2 separate regions of the Mus musculus genome follow, and region 1 is linked to region 2. A link is a contact called in public Hi-C data. All regions are on one chromosome and are shown on one strand. The core of a region is the stretch at or near the end of the contact, and the rest is flanking DNA. Distances in the headings are between cores, read along the strand shown.

The links. Hi-C and Micro-C count contacts between places; a contact is called where the count stands out from the background.
Region 1: a Hi-C map of bone marrow-derived macrophages shows a contact between it and region 2, with 48 read pairs. The contact joins two enhancer-like sites. A contact is called at or near these places in 9 of 39 promoter capture datasets (the C10 cell line, the HPC-7 cell line, cranial neural crest and 4 more), 2 of 15 datasets of contacts at CTCF or cohesin (the NIH/3T3 cell line and large pre-B cells), 59 of 484 Hi-C or Micro-C datasets (the 3T3-L1 cell line, the AML12 cell line, B cells and 41 more), 11 of 115 datasets of contacts at active chromatin or transcription factors (astrocytes, bone marrow-derived macrophages, cardiomyocytes and 8 more) and 3 of 9 other capture datasets (adipose tissue, liver and pancreatic islet).

What each region holds. Positions count from the first base shown.
Region 1 is chr5:122,724,894-122,727,680 of GRCm38.p6, reverse strand. P2rx4 (purinergic receptor P2X, ligand-gated ion channel 4) reads right to left here. Exons shown (of 12, transcript NM_011026.3): 7 at 2,550-2,691; 8 at 2,315-2,451; 9 at 390-483; 10 at 217-282. It also overlaps a transcript of Camkk2 not described here. Among named protein-coding and RNA genes, the nearest start is that of P2rx4, 19 kb to the right of the region's middle. Within about 2 kb of position 1,505, at least 15 of the 459 cell types and tissues checked have an H3K27ac peak or open chromatin away from gene starts, as enhancers often do. A contact at or near this core is called in bone marrow-derived macrophages, where this site is marked.
Region 2 is chr5:122,480,380-122,483,118 of GRCm38.p6, reverse strand. The region is part of intron 5 of Atp2a2 (ATPase, Ca++ transporting, cardiac muscle, slow twitch 2); the gene reads left to right. Among named protein-coding and RNA genes, the nearest start is that of Atp2a2, 20 kb to the left of the region's middle. Within about 2 kb of position 1,413, at least 26 of the 459 cell types and tissues checked have an H3K27ac peak or open chromatin away from gene starts, as enhancers often do. A contact at or near this core is called in bone marrow-derived macrophages, where this site is marked.

The DNA of each region.
Region 1 (2,787 bases), core at 256-2,755, 240 kb before region 2:
CAAGGAGGAATGGCATCTCCGTTTCTCTGCATCAGACTGGACTGAGACCAACCGGCTTGGTCTCAGAGGTGGGATTTCTAGGGAATCTTTCTCCTCACCCCAAACGGCATCCAGTCTAGAGTCAAGTCTGAGGTTTAGGGGAAGGCCAGCGCTTGCTCACTAAGCTGCTGACGAGTAAGAAAGGTCCAGACAAGGAAACCGCTCTAAAACACTCACCACCCCTAGGAGCGCCAAGCCAGAGCCAACATTGATCATGGTTGGGATGATGTCAAACTTGCCAGCCTGGCGGAAGACAGGAGGAGAACCAAAGTGTTCTAATGGGGGTGATGACAGAAAATAGGACAGTGGGAGGCTTTCTCTCTCCAAGCAGGGTTCAGAGGAGGGCCTACCTTTCCAAACACGATGATGTCAAAGCGGATGCCATATGCCTTGGTGAGTGTGCGTTGCTCATTGCCAGCAAGGTCCCTGTAGTACTTGGCAAACCTGGAGGAAAAGAGGGTAGGGTGGAGAATAAGTGCAGATCTTGGGGTCCCAGGCAGGGACTGTTAGCGCAGGACCCAAGTCCCTGAGCACAACTTGTCTTGGTTAACGAGTTGCTCCAGTGGCTTCGCAGACACCAAGCACCCTCCCCCCCCCAGGTCAGCCTCCTAGTTAATGTGAGGCAATGTAGCAGGAGGAGCCAGGACCCCTCCCGGAGGAGCAGAGGGACTCCTCTGCCACCAGCATCCTACCCCAGGATGGGAGCCCTTTTGCTCTGAACGGCCTTCCTGATGATACAGCTGGGTCATATCATCATCCCCTGCCTCTCTCCAGGGGACCCTGTGCACTAACAGAACTTGTCAGCCAGTGGGGATCTACAAGACTGCATGGAAGGATGGGGACTGAGCCAGCCCCGGGGCTCACAGCCCGGCTGGAGCTTGGCTCCAGGTGGGATACACCACGCCTCTGGGCTCCCCCCCTGGCTACCACCTGCCATTTTAGTCTCATTGGCTGGATTGAGATACACAATTGAGATAAGACACCAACTCAGCTCACCCTCCAGGCTACAGAATGCAAACCAGGGAAGTCTGTAATCCCAGCTGTCCCGGGAAACTAAAAGGTCAATTAGTTCCTAAATATGCAATATGGAGATTCTCCGAAGAAACCTTGCCCCTATCACCGCTCTGCCCGGCCCCAGCCTTAGTTAGCTTTCTATCAGAATCTCAAGTCTGGGATTTATCTGTGCCACAGCTTCTATGCTATTGGTCCAGGCTTGGGACCCTCAGGTGAGACTGGTGCTGGCTACGGTCTGGGTGTGTGTGAGATCCGTCAACTTCTCAGTTCTAGGATTCCAAGCTTTAGGTCTCCACCGTGGCCCCTAAGAACCCTGAGACAGAGACAGAACCATACAAATCTGACCCCACCCTGGTGTGGGGGTTGGGGGGAGTTCGAATAGCTGCCCTAGTCTCAAGAAAGCCTTCTTACTACCCCACGCAAATTTGATACCACAAGCTACCACTAGAGGGAGTCAAGGGCAACTTTGAAAACTGACCTAGCAAATAAATGCTCGTTAACTGTACACAGGATTTGGCTGCTTTTGAAAAATGGCAATGGTGTTCCCAGGCCTCGCTCACATTCCCAGGTGTCCTGGATTTAATAGTGTCCCTTCTCAAATTCATCTCCACCTGCAAAGGTGATCTTATTTTGCAGATGTAATTAGTTAAAGAGAGGTCATGCCAGATTAAGGTTAACCCTAAATCTAATGTTCTTGAAGAGAAGATCGAACCAACCCGGTCTACACAGCAAGTTCCTAGCCGTCCATAAATAGAAGAGAGAAGGTGGGTGTGGCGGGTGCACACCTCTAATCCCAGCACTTGGGGTGATGGTGGGGGTTCAGGAGTTTACGGCATCAGACCGCAGAGTTCACAGCAACATAATCCTACAGACTTCTGGTTTCAGAACTATCGAAGAATAAAATTCTGTTGTTTCGAGCTGTTCGGTGTCATCTGTTACTAGAGCCCGGGGAAACAGATACAGCAGCATCTTCAGCTGGCTAGTTTCAGTGCAGCCTCTTTTTTTTTTTTTTTTTTTTTTTTTTTTCTTTTCGAGACAGGGCTTCTCTGTATAGCCCTGGTTGCCCCGGAACTCACTTTGTAGACCAGGCTGGCCTCGAACCTAGAAATCCGCCTGCTTCTGCCTCCCAAGTGCTGGGATTAAAGGCGTGTGCCACCACCGCCCGGCTCAGTGCAGCCTCTTATATTTTAGTGAGACAGGTCTCAGGATGTGCCCTGGGCTTGAACCACATGTACGCATCCTCCCAACGCGTGAGCGGTACCTGAAATTGTAGCCAGGAGACACGTTGTGTTCTAAGTCCCGAGTGTCGAGGCGCCGGAAGGAATATCTGGGCAGGCAGTGGGAGGCAGCTCTGTCAAGGTTGCAGTCCCACTTGATCTGGATACCCATGATGCCTCCCTGTGGGGAAAGCAGGGGAGGCTTTCGGAACTCAAGCTCACGCTGGGGCCGGGATCCTGGGGCAGGTAAGATGCGAGGAAAACCATGCTGGCACCTACCTCCACTGCCATCTCCTGAAAGCTGTGGCCCGCATCCGCCACGATTTGGCCAAGACGGAATATGGGGCAGAAGGGATCCGTCCGCGCATTATAAATGCACGACTTGAGGTAGGAGGTGGTAATGTTGGGGAGGATATTCCTCCTGAAGTAGGGGAGGAAGCAGAGAGTCTGAGCAAGGGCAGCTTCGGGGAGAGCCAGAAGTTCTTTTTTATAAATCTTTTTTTTTTTTTTAATTTTA
Region 2 (2,739 bases), core at 164-2,663:
TGTGAATCTCTTTTGAAAGTACAAAGTACTTTTGAAAAATGAGTGTAGATATATTAAGCAGAGTGCTTTGAGGTCAAGACCCTTTAACACTGTGAGGACAGGTCATAAGACACTGAGAGGTGAAGGACTATGGGAGGTTCCCCACCTCCACACACCCTCAGACCATGACAGACCAGTTGATCTTGAAGCTTGACCTGATTACACGGGGCTGGCATTTCCTGATTTCCTGTAATCACTCCTCCCGCTTCATGACTAATAGTCAGTGTCAGTCTTTCCATTCTTGCCATGGAGGTTAAGACTTTTGGGGAAAAAAACAGCTTTAAAAAGAAAAAAAAAAAAAACAAAACCAACAACAACCACAGGAAAGGGGTCACTTTTGCTAAGATATTGTGACTTGGAAAAATACAGTGTTTAAGCTTTTCTTGTGTTAGAACATGTAGAGGATTTGGGGAGGTGGCTGGGATGTGAGGATAGAATGGTGTAATTCCTGCTTCCATGTATTAATTTGACCTCCAGAAGTGAAAGATGTTCATAGCTCAACGTTCAGTTTCAGGGCTTTCTGAACTCCACCTGTTGAGGTACATGTCCAGCCCACCCCAACCCCAAGTGCTTGGGATTAAAGGCATGCACCACTGCACCCAGCTAAAATAAAATACTTTTTATTCACCCACATACATGTATACGTAAACTGTTTTCCTTGCATATATTATTATTTATGTTTACCTTAAGTAAAAAAGATGTTTAAGTATTCTTACTTAAATCTCCTTGTAAGGTAAAGAAAACTTCCATTCATTTATAAATTATCGCAAAAATAACTTTTAAAAACTGACTCTTAACTGTATTCTTGGTAGACTAACCTTTAAATTGTATTTTTCTTCAGAGTGAAAATCAGTATTGTTATGGAAAGGAAAGAGCTAAGAACTTACAGAGCCAAGAACTACACGTGAGCAGTGTCAGGTGTTAAGCAAATGGAAGGAGGTTTATAACACATGCTCTCATTCTTCCTGCCTCAGCCCAAAGAGAGGAAAAAAAATGTGGAGGAAAAAATTGCAGAGCACTCCCTTGGCAAGAATAAGAACTTTCCACTACCACGTGCCCTCAGGCGCTCACTCGCCCATTAGGGAACATCACTGGATGTGATCAGCAGTGTTTCCTTGCCTGCTTCCCAGGCAGAGCCCTGTCTGAAACTCACAGGAGCCTGTGGCGTAAAGACAATTGTTATTTTTCCTTTGAAAAATATTAGACAGATCTTTACTTTCATAGATTTATTTTTTAAAGCTCCTTAATAGATCTGTCCTGATGTGCAACCAAATAGACCCTTAGCAAAAGATGTGAAGCAGTCATAACAAGCTAGAGGAAGTCTTTCATTAATTGAGCTTCCTGAAGTAAAACTCTCTACTTCCTGGCCTTGGTAAAACAAGGTCATGGGTTGGCCAAGATGATGCAAAGGCTTTCTAGCCGAGAGAATGCTAGCACATAGTGGGTTATAAAAACTAATTCGGGCATACTTCCTTCATGTCTTTCCACAGAGACGATCTTGTGGGAGCTAGTATTTCTGGTATGCAAGAAAATGTAATAGAGACTGTTCCAAAAAGTTCTTTTCAGAATCTGAACCTGTGGTTATGAGTATTCTCCCCATATTGTTTTTTTAATTGTATTTCTGTGTCTGTGTCCATGTTCATGTGTGTATGTGTGTGTGTGTGTGGGGGTATATATGTACAAGAATGATAAGAGAACAAGTTAGGAGTTCACTGTCTTATACAGTATGGGTCCTAGGGATTAGACTTCCAGTTGTCAGGCTTGGTGGCAGTCGATTTTAGCTGCTGAATCACCTTGGTAGCCTGCCTTGTATTAAATTTTTACACTTGATCTTAGCTAAAAGGCTGAAAAGTGATGTAAGAAGTAAGTCAGCAGAGGAAAATGAATGGATAGATTCAGTTCAGCCCTGTCTGCCTGAAATTCACTATGTAAACCAGCCTAGACTGTCTTTGAACACCATGGAGATCTACCTGCCTCCCAAGAGCTGGGGTTAAAAGCTTGTGCTACCTTACCTGGCATCAGGTGTTGCCTCTTTATTCATGAGTCTGATATATGTTTTTATTTTGTCTTTTAAACTGTTAACTGAAGTTCTTTGTATGTCACCATGATCCAGCACAAGTTGAATTACAAACAATACTCCTTTCCGTGCAGGAGAAAGTATGGCCCACGCTTAGTTTTAACATGCAAATGTAGAGTCCGCCAAATCTTTGGACAGCTATGGCCCATGGAGACCTTGGCTCAGAAACAACAATGCTTGAAGAAGTAGTGACACAGAAAACAGCACCCCATATTCTTAATATATGAAGGATTTTAAAATACAGGAAATTACTCACCCAATAAACGGGACTATAAAATAGGCCCATGGCTTCAGAAAAATCTACCACCCATGGAATTCTAGAAAGAATCCAATCCTTATAGTGGTCAAGCACACCTTTCATTCCAGCAGTTGGCAGACAGGAAAGGAAGGTGGATCTCTAGGTTCGATGCCAGCCAGGGCTACATAGACAGACCCTGTCTCAGAGGAGAGAGAGAGAGAAAAAAATACACCTCTAGGGCTGGAAAGATGGTTAAGATTACTGACTGCCTTTCCAGAGGTCCTGAGTTCAATTCCCAGCAACTACATGGTGGGTCACAACCATCTGTTATCGGATCTGATGCTCTCTTCTGGTGTGTCTCAAAACAGTGGCAACAGTGTACTCA